Regions from separate parts of the Mus musculus genome. Here region 2 is linked to region 1. The links are chromatin contacts, called in public Hi-C maps. All regions are on one chromosome and are shown on one strand. The core of a region is the stretch at or near the end of the contact, and the rest is flanking DNA. Distances in the headings are between cores, read along the strand shown. Region 1 holds the start of Mmp13 (matrix metallopeptidase 13). Region 2 has its middle 34 kb from the start of Gm31639.

Region 1 (6,192 bases), core at 1,628-4,127:
GAGTGCTGGGATTATAGCTGAACATCAACCATGGCTTCCATTTTATTTAAGTAAATAATAAAAAACAACTTCTATGATGATTGTTCTTAGTTGCTCTAACTCAGAATCTCTCTTGATCCAAAGTTAAATCTTACTTTGAATATTCTGAGGCTGTTCTTGGTAAGTTAATATCCCAATTATTTTGAGCTTTTAAAAACAAGAAGTAGCTGAGAATGGTAGCTACAGAATCACAGATCTAACTACTGAGAGAATTTATTGAACACTTAGTTTCATTTTACTCTCATAAATACAACCACACCTGCACACTAGCTATTTTGAGTAAGATGTCACCTTGTTTTTGAAAAGCAGTGTTTATGAATGAGTGCTGAGTCGGGCAGTGTTGGCACATGCCTTTAATCCCAGCACTTGAGAGGGAGAGGAAGATTTCTGAGTTCGAGGCTAGCCTGATCTACAGAGTGAGTTCCAAGACAGCCAAGGCTATACAGAGAAACCCTGTCTCAAAAAAACAAAAACAAAAACCAAAAACCAAAAAAAAAGTAAGTAAGTAAATAAATAAATGAATGAATGAATGAATGAATGCTGTAGGAAAGTCTGAGACAAGTAACGTGCCTAATGAGGTATAGAAGTTTAACTAGCCTATGCCATTAATATTTCAGCCAAAAAAAAAAAGTCTATTTCAAATAACATCCAATATAGTTGTGGACCATAGCACCAGCCATGATAGTTTTTAGAGATAGATTTATAAAAAACTATATTTCTTTAAACAGCAAAACTATAAACCAAAGAAAGAAACAGAACCATGCCTAAAAGAGAAGATGTTTGACCCCATTTCAAAAAGAATATTCTTGAGGTCATAGCAAGAAATATCATATAATTTATTCATATTTAATGATTTGTACAAAAAAAGTTTGGTGTGGCACCAATTAGCACAAAATATACTTTTGTTATTTTAGAAAGCATAATCAAATGCTAAACACGATTTGCTTGTATGCTTTCTAACTGTGTCAGTGAGACTATATCCAGTAACATGAGCTAAGTCTTTACAAGGAAGATTACCTTTGGAACTGCTTGTCCAGGTTTCATCATCATCAAAATGGGCATCCCCACCATAGTTTGGTCCAGGAGGAAAAGCGTGTGCCAGAAGACCAGAAGGTCCATCAAATGGGTAGAAGTCACCATGTTCTATGCAGACAGCAAGAGTTAGAGTCCCATTATATATACTGTGCCTGACTTGGCAGCTTTTTCAAATGCTTTGAAATTGGTAAATGACTGGTGAAAGGAATAAAAAAAAATGAAAGCAAGGAAGGATTAGTGTATGAGCATGTGTCTAAATAACTCCACACCCTTACCTTTAGTCCCAAAAGATATCATGATGTCAGCAGTGCCATCATAGATTCTGGTGAAATTCAGTGGTGTCACATCAGACCAGACCTTGAAGGCTTTTCTGAAGGCCTTCTCCACTTCAGAATGGGACATATCAGGAGTATAGTTCACAATCCTATTCAACATAGAAAATGTCAGCTAAATTTTGAAAGGTTAAAACTGTTTGTAAAACATACTCTCTTAGGGACTGGTGAGATGGCTCAGTGGCTAAGAGCACTGGCTGCTCTCCCAGAGGTCCCGAGTTCATTTCCTAGCAATCACAAGGTGGCTCACAATCATTCATAGGGCTATAGGGAGATCTGATATCCTCTTCAGGCAGGTGGCTGTATATGCAGCAGAACACTTGTACATTAAATAAATACATTAAACAAACAAACAACATAGAACAAAAAAAGCAAATATACTTTCTTAGAATATTGCTTTTCAACTTGAAATGGCTGCTTTAAAGTTTCCATTAGATATAATAGGTGCTTTAAAAGAATTAAATTCAAGAGTTCTGTCTAATATTTAATCACTGTCAAATAAATAAATACCTTGGCACCTTAAATTTAACATATTAAATATAAATTTGTTGGCAGCTAAAATCTGGCACTGTAGGGTCTGAGGAAAGAGTGGAACCCTCCATCTTCAGGAACATCATCATAAATACAGCAAAAATTTTTTAAATTTCTTCCCTGACTTGTGGTTTCATTTCTACAAGAAATATCTTGAGACACTCACCAAAAATAATGTTGGGGCTAGCATTGAGATAATAGGTCTTACTAATTTATTAGTTTTTTATGTTGACTTACAGAACTCATTTAGAAATACGTGTAATATAAACTTTTTAATTTTGCAGAAAAATGCAATCAGATATTAAATATAAGTTACTTCTGTGCTTCTTAACCTTGTATTAAAGCTAATTCTGAACCGAACCTCCAATTAACTACTCCAGGCCTACTTAACGTCAGACACGTAGAAGAAAAAAGTAACATATGTGAGGGACAGAGCCTCTGCTTTACCTGTAAGTTAAGTTCGTTTGGGACCATTTGAGTGTTCTAGGGAAAACATTGTATTCACCCACATCAGGCACTCCACATCTTGGTTTTCTCATGATGTCTAAGGTGGGATCATCAAGTTTGCCAGTCACCTCTAAGCCAAAGAAAGATTGCATTTCTCGGAGCCTGTCAACTGTGGAGGTCACTGTAGACTTCTTCAGGATTCCCGCAAGAGTCGCAGGATGGTAGTATGATTTCAAGTAGTGCTAGAAAAGAGACCAAAATAACCAGCTTTTAAGAGAATAGGGATTTGAGAAATGCACTACAGTGCCATCCTTGGCAGAATACAGTACCTCTGCAAACACAAGGTCTTCCTCAGACAGGTCATCATCATCATCATCACCATAGGGAAGGGGCAGGGACCAACAGGGAGTCCAGCTCAACAAGAAGAAGGTGGCCAGGATAGCTGAATGCATGGTGCCCAGCAGTGCCTGGAGTCTCTCCTTCCCAGGGCAAGCATCTTCTATTTTATAGCATGATAGTGATGAGTCACCACTTTGGGGTGTGTGTTAACTTCCTAGTGAGGCGAAGGTAAACATGCTTACATGGTATTTTTTTTTCTTCCTAAGTGTGGTTTGTGGCAGAATCTGAGGGAAATGGAAAATGAAGGCATCTCTACTTTCAGTGGGGGAATATCAAAACTCATCTGGCAAAATAAACAGCCTCAGCATTTTCATGGATATAGTGGGGAGAAGCAGCAGCTAGTATATTTTTCACTTCACTGGACAAAAATGTTGTCTTCCTTTTGTAGGGAAAACAGCTACTCTGAGTTTTTCAGGTAATAATAATAGCAAAGTAAAATGTTTGTTCCTGTAAGGAAAGACAAAGTTCTGTCCACAAAATGGTTATAGGTTGATGAGTTCTCAACTCTATTCTGTCTTGAGCAGCAACAGTGAGAATCCTTGCTGTATTTCCTTGAAGGCCTCAGAAATGTATAAGAACCAAGCTTGAGGTCTTTAAGACACTGTAGATGATTGAGTCCTGCCACAGACCACCGCAGTCGGGTATGGGGGTCCCTGGAATGAGGGTCCTTGAAGCGAGGTGGGTAAGGATTCAGTGGTGACAAACAGAAACAAACACAGAGGCAGTTTGAATCTGAGTGTATTCTGCAGCTCTCAAGCAGGGGGTTTTATACATTAAAAACTGAACATTACATTTCTTAGAAACTGTATCCAGTGAAACAATCACAAATACCAACAAAAGTCATCTGACACAGTAAAGCACAAAAATCATCCAAGCATTACAACTCTGAAACTATGTATTCAGTGAATCACAAACAGAACTGGTAACATCATTATAAATCATCAAAATATAACAATTCTAAAAGAATGTATTCAGTGGGAGCTGTCGTCCAAGGCTAGTGGTATATTTCCAGGAGCAGGTTAATAGATCTTTAATGGGCTGAACTAACTTTCTAGCCCCATGGTCAATTATTATTTAACATCTAGTGCCTGTCTTTTTGTAATCTTCAATGTATAAATTTGAACTATTTTAATTCTTTCTAATTAAGGCTTTCTTTACCATATCTCAAAATCTACCTCCAATGACACATGTGTAGTCATATGAAATTTTATTGTTGGGAAAATTTTTATCATAATAGTTTTGTAAATGATTTGGAAAGTAAAGCGTTGGTTTCCCTGGGGATAAGGTCATCTTAGTGGCCCCATCTCTAGGAGTGGTTTCTTACCCATTATTCTCAATTAAGATCTTGGCCTAGGCTACCAGGAACATGTAAATAAGAAAAGGAATAAGAGAAAGCAAAACAGATAGATTGCCATGAGAACTACAGCTCAATCATTTTTCTCTGGCAAAGAGTTCCACAACCAGTTCCAAGAGGCCTCCCCCTTTTGAGGTCAATCGCCTCAGTTTGTGGAACTTGTCACACAGATCTTATTGGAGGTGATGTGGCAGAGTCCTAAGCTGGAATTTTAACATCCTGGCATAACCTTTAGATGGCTGTGGAGACCTGTGTGAATTTCCTACATGTCCAAGCACCTGTATCTGGGCTCTGTTGGAATGCAGCCACTCCAATGGTTAGGACTAGGGACTATGGGTAAAATTAGGACTGTGTTTTGAGCCATCACTCCCAGTCAGGTTTAAAAGGCATTATCTCATTTAATTCCTACAAAAACAAAAGCAGATACTGTGCATAGGGCTCATATCAGGGCCCAATGTATAGGGCCTTAAACTGTAGTCCAGGAAGCTTAGAACTCCCTATGTATCCCAGGACCTTGAAGTCACTCAAACCATTGTGCCACACATCCTTCAGATTGATTTATTTGATATACAGTGGATAGAGTACACAGTTCTCCTTTCAGCTTCCTAAAGACCATGATTATATTGTGAAGCACCATGTTGGATCATTACAACATAAGCTCTCTGCAGAAGAAATACTTTAATGAAAAACAACAATAAACATCACTACTTCTCAACTCTAATGCGTATTTTCAAATTTCTTTCATGTTTTAGTAATTTATTCTTCCATTCAAGAACAATAAAGAGCACAGGCAAAATCACAAACAGTTAATGTTAGCACGAGTTCTGCCATTTTAAACAGAAATAGAGAAAGAGTAATCAGAAGATTAAAATAGACAGCTATTCCTTAAGAGAATGCCCAAGAGTGGGTGGGGCATTGTTCTTGGAGAAGTGATTGCAGACAGCTGACAGGATGTGTCATCACAATGAAGTGTTAGCAAACTCTTGTCAACACAAGTCTTTATCTCAGGCTGCTAAGTGTAGTCATGAAAGCCAGACCTCCTGCTCATCACTGCAGAAATGGCATGCATGGTTTCAAACGATCCACTTTACAACAGGGAGCTGAGTTGGCGTTTGAAACTGTTCTGGCAAAGGTTGCTGAAATCACTGGGAAATTTGAAAACCTATAGAATGAGAAAACATTAGGATGAAATTAGGAATGAACACTTCCTGCTGACTCTGACCAAGGTCATATTGGGCTTTTTTTCAAATATATTTTGCCAAGAATTCTTAAGTTCAAAGCTAGAGAGAAACAAAATTAATGATAAACAACTTTAGTAAAAAACACAATGTTTCCCTATTTGAGTTTGATTAAAATTATGAAAAAGCTGTAAATCAATGGATTTCTTATGTGAAGTGTTTGACTCCCATTAGAATTATGCACTGCCTGTGTTGACAATGTACATAAAAACCTTATTTCTACAAAATAAGTGACTTGACTTTACAAACACATGATTTTTCCTTTAGGAACACTCTATGAACATTTCTTTGTTCGTGTTTTATTTTCTTTTTTCCATAACCCTGTGGAATGGGATTACAACGTCAGTTGTTCAGTTGCTTGGTTAGTTGAATTGCTTGGGTCTTATGTGGTCCAGGTTGTCCTCAAACTCACTATGGAGCTGAGGTTGGCCTTATGATTGCCCTGCTTCCATTTCAATTCCAAAAAGAAACATTTTCAGACAATTTGGATTGTTGAGATTCATAATTTATTTTTATTCATTAATCCCAGAAAGGTGACAATGAACTCAAAATCTTAACAAAACATATCTTAACAATTTTATGCACAAAGCTTAACATTTGCTTTTGCCATAAACATGTTCTAGTTAGTTAATTTTACAAAATTATAGTCCAGATTTTATGGTAACTATAAACTGCCAAGACATGTCTACTTTAGCCTGGTGCAAGGATGGTGTCAGCCCTTGTCTTAGTCAGGGTTTCTATTCCTGCACAAACATCATGACCAAGAAGCAAGTTGGGGAGGAAAGGGTTTATTCGGCTTACACTTCCATACTGCTGT
Region 2 (6,192 bases), core at 2,057-4,556, 51 kb after region 1:
CTTGTTGAGGATACACACTTAATACCAAGAGTTGAGTGCCTAACCACTGTTTGCCAGGCACACACATCCTGGAGAAGTAGGTTTGTAGTGTTACACTGTCTTAAAATAGAGGAAAGCTTGTTACAGAGGTACAAAGGTGGGATCCATTAGGGCTAGGACCACACATACCTTGAAGACTGCATGTCTTCATACATAGAGGGAGAGAGCAAGAAAATTCCAGTTTTAGAATGATCCAAGCATCCAATACCTTGTATTCATGTATCCAATTACAGTACAATGTTATGTAAATAACTACAATACATTCTGTATGTGTTAGCTTTATGTTCCTGTCACAATAAAGAACAACAACTAAAAAGGAGGGCTTCTTTTGGCTCATGGGTGTTGAGGTGTTAGTCAAAGCAGCTTGGTCCATTTTCTTTTAAGCTTCACTGAATCACATGAAAGGGGAAAGGGGCTCTCATTATGGTGACCAGGAAGCAAAAAGAAAGAGGGGGAGAGAGAAGGGGATGGCTAGGGACAAGATAGAACTTTCAACTTAGATCTACCTTCTAAGTTTACACCACTCCTTAAATGTCCATCAAAATGTGACCCCATCTGGAGGTTAACTAGAGCCCTTTTGATCCAGTTACTTTACAGAAATGCTGCCTCTCTGAACACTTCTGCAGTGGGATGAAGAATTTAACATGTGAGCCTCTGGGAGACATTTCTCAGTAAATCACTAGAATTTTTTAAACTAACAAATAAATTTAACCAGCACTCGGGAGGCACAGGCAGGCGGATATCTGAGTTCAAGGCCAGCCTGGTCTACAAAGTGAGTTCCAGGACAGCCAGGGCTATACAGAGGAACCCTGTCTCGAAAAACCAATAAATTAAATAAATACATTTAAAATCTATAAAGAGCTTAAAATTACGCAATCAGCTTATTAAAACTTAAAAAACAATTCTCAACTGGGAAATATACAAGAATTTCCTGGTGGCATGTTTCTGGTTTATTTCTTATGTGTCCCAAGCCAGCCTTGACTTCACTATCTGGCCCAGAATGGCCTTGAACGTGCTGCAGCCTAGCCTGGAATTCTAGCTTCACATCCAGATACTTTGGTTCAGTAAGTTTGACATGAAATAAAAGCATTATGTGCATAAATGAGATGCTCTGTCTCACAAACAACCAGATGTGCATCATATACCAGATGCGCAGCGAGATGACTCAGCCGGTCAGTGCTTGACACCAAGTCTGGTGCCTGAGTTGGAGCCCCAGGTCCTATATGGTAGGAGAGAACTTTCTTCAAGTTGTCTTCTGGTCTCCGTACTTATACTGGACATGTGCCCACTTTCCTCCAAATAAGTAAAATAAAGACCCTAAGGCTCAGGTGGTTCCCGTGTAGATCTCATTCTGAATACACCCGGAGACTAAAATATAGACGGTGCTGAGATCCAGAGTGTTCATGCTCTTTAAACAAAAATCCTTAAAAAACTCCATAAAATACATCTAAAAACCAAAGTAATTATTATCATTGCTACCACATTCTCGATAGTGAGATCAATGGCGGGGGGGGGGTGCTTATGTCAAAGAGAGAATTCTATGATGGTAGAATGAGCCATTAGAAAGGAATAGAGCTTTTTTCTTGACACAGTATAGCTTATAGAGACTCTCAACAGCAATGGGGAACATGAACTACTGAATGGTACAGTTTGTTCTTCATTGCCATCATAAGTCATCATAACCAAAACTGACCTGGGGAGATGAGGGTTTATTTGGCTTACAGCTAAGTCCATCATTGGGGGAAACTAAGACAGGATCTCAAATAGAGATCATGGAAGAACACTGCTTCTAGCTTACTTACTCCACTTTGCTCAACTGCTTTTCCTATACAGCCCAGGCCCAAGTGTCTAAAGATGGCACTGCTCACAGTGGGCTGGGCCCTCCTACATTAGCAATTAAGAAAATGTCTTTGCAGACATGCCCACAGGCCAGTCTGATGGAGGCAGTTTCTCAATTGAGATTTCCTCAATTGAGCTCTGTCAAGTTAACAAAACACACCATTTCCTAAAGAAGTCTATTCAGTGTAGTATTATGGTATATACATGATGACCTCAAGAGTGGAAGGAACTGCTATCCTAGAGCCTCATCACTCTTTGAGGAACCTAAAATATCTTTCTTAAAAGGAATGCAAAAATATATAAATACAACCCATTATTTTCAGGAAATAATAAATAGATGACGCAGGCAGAAAGCATTGAGTGATCTCACCCAGTGTCAGTGGGCTCCGTGGTGATGTAGGAAGGGAAACTCCTGGGGAATAGGAAGGATCCAGATTTTAGAAGATAAAAAACAGACATAAGAATATGGCAAAGCCTGTCCCTTGCAGGCTATCAATGGCTTAGCAAATACAAGTTTCCCTCATGAATGCTTTTCTGGAAATTGTTTTGCCCACCTATACCAAGGAAGTTGTGTCTTCATTTACCAAACATTTGTCAATTACTATGTGGCTTTATGTATTAAATGTCCAATGATGTGTAACTCAAAATTGTAGATTATAACGTAGATATTCATTGGAAATCTATGTAACTCTGAGTCCCTATGTTACATGCATTTCACACAATCATTGTAGCGCTGATGCCGCTAACGGCATTTGAAAGTATCACAGAGCTCTTCAGATTCCACAAAGTACTTTCCTGTGCCTCACCAGGAACTTAGGACCACCCAGAAATAATGCAGTTAGACTGGCTGGCTTAGATCTAACTCAGCTGTCTACTGTTGCTGAGGGATATGAGATGACAGACAGCATAGGGAACGCTCAGCAACTAGCAAGCAGGTTTTCTAGGAGGTTGTGAGCCAGTCTTCCCATTTGACTTCTGAATGCTCAATGTTAGGTTTACCATGGTGATCAGAACAACTTTACACATATTGTTCTCTTGAAGTAGAGATGCATACACAGAGCAGTAACAAGTAAAATACTGCTTCGACTGAGTGTCATTTACTATATTACTGGGATTGATCTTGAGGGTTTCTAATATTCCAGTAAGTGGGTGATTCTTTAAATTCACATGTTAAGCAGGAAGGTTCTGTGATGACTAGAATCCAGCCCTTGATGGCTTCTTTGTTCTAGTTGTCATTCTTTCCCCTTCATTCCTGGGTCTCGGCTGGAGGACGCACAATTTCTCAGCAAGCTAACATGACCGGCATTCGCTTACGCTTTGGATACACTTCCTGTTTGGCTGTTTCCCACTCCATATACAGACACGAGCAGTCCCTTACCCTTCCTAGTTTCTAAATGACTTTTTTACACAGGCCACAAAACTGGTACAGTCACAACAGTTGGTGTCATTTCCGTTTGACTTTTTTTTTTCTGTGTTTCTTCTGCCCAATGGCAGATATAAGAGAATCAGAAAGGGGGAACTGTAGTAACTTGAAGAAAACAATGTTCTAGTACTAGGCAAAGTCTAGAGGAGTTACACAATTGCACTTAATCTACACAGGAAACTGCACTAAGCCATAGCTTTATTTTAATGAAATACATTTCTTTAAACCACTACAACAGGGCTTTCAAGTGATTACTTTTCTTTCAGTTTTACTGAAAGTCAAACTGCTTATGTTAAGGAAGACAGTTTCAGCAGTTTAGTTTCAGTCAGACCCTGAAAAGCTAGAAGCAGAAGCAGATGTTAGTGCAGACACATAGGAAGGACAGGAGGGAGAATAAATGAAGGCGAAACTGAGAAAGCAGAGGAGTGTCAGGAGGGGACATGCTGCCCCCAGCAGGCAGTGTGGGATGGGCTCCCTTACACATACACACTAAACACATGCTTTCAAAAATCGTCAAAATGTACTTAACCGTAAGAATTTGGTTATCGCCATACTTTATAACCCATGTCCTTGGACAGCACGCTCTCAACAAGTATTTTCTGAATCAAATCAATGTCACTTCTACAGTGGCTTCTATTGTATCCTGTAGCCACTGTGAACAACAGTGTCAGGTTAGGTAAGGAAAGGCACCCAAGACTGGGTCCAGATAACAATTACTACGTTACAGTTGAGGTCATAGATACATAAAATCAAGCAAAGAGAAAAATGTATATTCTTTAAATGACCTTTATTGATTTTATATTCTAAAACTGTTACATACTGATTTTATTACAGAAAAAAAAAAACAATAAGAGAAAAACTCTGTTACCCAGAAGTTATCATTTTTTACAGTCGGTGCTCAACCTTTCCAGTCTTTTCCTTGTACATGCCCTGTTTTAAAGCACACTATCACATTGTTTATGGTGATTTAAAATGTCATTTTCACTCGCTAATATGGCATGGTATAAGATGGTATAACACTCCAAGGTGCGTTAGAAGTTACATTGCAACATTTATATAACTGCCCCAAGTTAAAAATATTTTTCTCCAGGATACATTTGTAACCAGAATGGCTAGGTAAAAGGATATGAAAGCTGCTAAGAGTTTTGAATATATCTTCTTAGGTGCCTTATAAAAAAATGCTATGCTAACTTGAAGTTCCTTCAGCAAAGCATAAGAACTATCCCTGTGCCATCAGCAATGGACAGTCATTAAAATACATGCCATTTAAGGATAAAAATATTACAGTTAATAAGCATTTCTTATATTCATTTGTATTAAATAGTAGTTCAATATGAAAAAATGGAATGATAATGTGTACCACAGAGAACAAAACTACACAGGTTGGCTAACAGGTCTCATGAGCAAATTATCTCATTTATTTACTTGCTCCATTGATTAGTGCTTTTTCCATAGTGAGTATAGTTCTAAGCATTGGGAACAAGTATAGCAAAGATCTATAGGCCTGCTCTTGAGCTCGCAGTTTAGTAAGGTAGGACGGTATGTGATAGGCTATCCCAGTCTAGCATTGCCAGCACTCTATACAGGACTCATGGTGGATCAAGGTGGGCAGAAGGAATGGGTACTTTTATTTTCTAAAAACAACCAGACCTCAGAGTAGGGATGGAGACTTCAATGATTATGAGAGGCAGTAGATACATGGAGGATACTAGAGACAGAATGGTGTTGTGCCTTCTAGACACAAGGAATAATGCCATAAATCCATTCTTTATAAAGTTAGAGCCCAAGTCATGCCTCTAGATTAAGAACAATCAGATTTCCCCTCATTCAACTGATAGCAATCAACTTTTCTCCAATTACTTCCTAATATAGACAAATCAACGTAATTATCTCATGACCAAACTTAAGACAAATCATCGGTAAATAGGAAGATGACTCACTAAGTCAAGTGGCCTACCATCAAGGATGAAGCACTCACTCAAGGAAGCTTTCCTTCTGAAGAATTTTTTCTGCTGGGGTTATCTTGCAGTTTGCTTTTTTTCAACAAAGTAGCATCATTAGAAAAATGCCTGTATGAAAATGATGACTTACTCAGTTCTGATTTAACTTCAGAGTTCCAGGGATTTCCGAGTGATCCAGTTTCTTTCCTAGAGCTCACGGCTTTAATGACAGGGGTAGGAGCCGGCCTTAAGAGTGGCTCTGTTCATCAATTAGTATCATGCACTGATTGTTATTTAACAAATTATCAGAACCCACTGCACCCAAAGTAAAGCATTAGGCATTATGGGGGGCTTTAGAAAACAAGACAGGTTACCAGTGTGCATCCTCAAAACTCCAGTTCCCCCACCTCCAAAGTCTCATCTGCCGAGAAGTCACAGACGCTCATCTTGTAGCTTGTTGTTCACGTTATTCAACTATTAAGAACTGAGAACATACTGAGGGGGTGTCTTCAGTCATGAAATAATTCATTATTCATTAAGAAGACCTCAGACCCTGGTGACATGCATACTTTCATCTATTTGGTTCAGCCAACATTTCCAGCAAACTCTTGAGACAAGACACTATGTTAGAAACTTAAGACATGCTTTTCATTCTTAAGAATGTGTAAGAAACAGGTAGACATTTTGTGTAAGAGTTCATTAGTTCACTCATGTCACTAAGCAAACTTCTAAATTACTAGCCACGAGCATAAGCAGATTTTTCAAGAAATTTACAGCATTGGAAGGATGATAGTCATGTATATTCTCACAACAAATACATTATGAAGTGAATAACTCAATGAATACCTTATGAACTGAATACCTTAGCAGCTTTCTGAGCTTTGTCCTCTTGGGGATCATAAGCTTCAAAAGAGTTTAGAAAAAACATGGTGGCCCCCACCTATAAATCCA

What was found. Hi-C and Micro-C count contacts between places; a contact is called where the count stands out from the background.
Region 2: a contact with region 1 is called in a Hi-C map of bone marrow-derived macrophages, with 2.9 times the contacts expected there. The contact joins the enhancer-like site here to the promoter of Mmp13 in region 1. A contact is called at or near these places in 6 of 39 promoter capture datasets (the 3T3-L1 cell line, 3T3-L1-derived adipocytes, the C10 cell line and 2 more), 6 of 484 Hi-C or Micro-C datasets (the BV-2 cell line, bone marrow-derived macrophages, macrophages and 2 more), 3 of 115 datasets of contacts at active chromatin or transcription factors (CD8 T cells, bone marrow-derived dendritic cells and bone marrow-derived macrophages) and 2 of 9 other capture datasets (adipose tissue and pancreatic islet).

The regions. Positions count from the first base shown.
Region 1 is chr9:7,269,199-7,275,390 of GRCm38.p6, reverse strand. It overlaps Mmp13 (matrix metallopeptidase 13), which reads right to left and starts at 2,877. Exons shown (of 10, transcript NM_008607.2): 1 at 2,714-2,877; 2 at 2,385-2,626; 3 at 1,350-1,498; 4 at 1,057-1,182. The coding sequence starts at 2,836. Gm31639 (a long non-coding RNA gene) reads right to left here. Exons shown (of 5, transcript XR_379095.2): 5 at 3,883-5,299.
Region 2 is chr9:7,218,760-7,224,951 of GRCm38.p6, reverse strand. It overlaps a transcript of Dcun1d5 not described here. Among named protein-coding and RNA genes, the nearest start is that of Gm31639, 34 kb to the left of the region's middle. Within about 2 kb of position 3,306, at least 101 of the 459 cell types and tissues checked have an H3K27ac peak or open chromatin away from gene starts, as enhancers often do. A contact at or near this core is called in the BV-2 cell line, CD8 T cells, adipose tissue and 5 more, where this site is marked.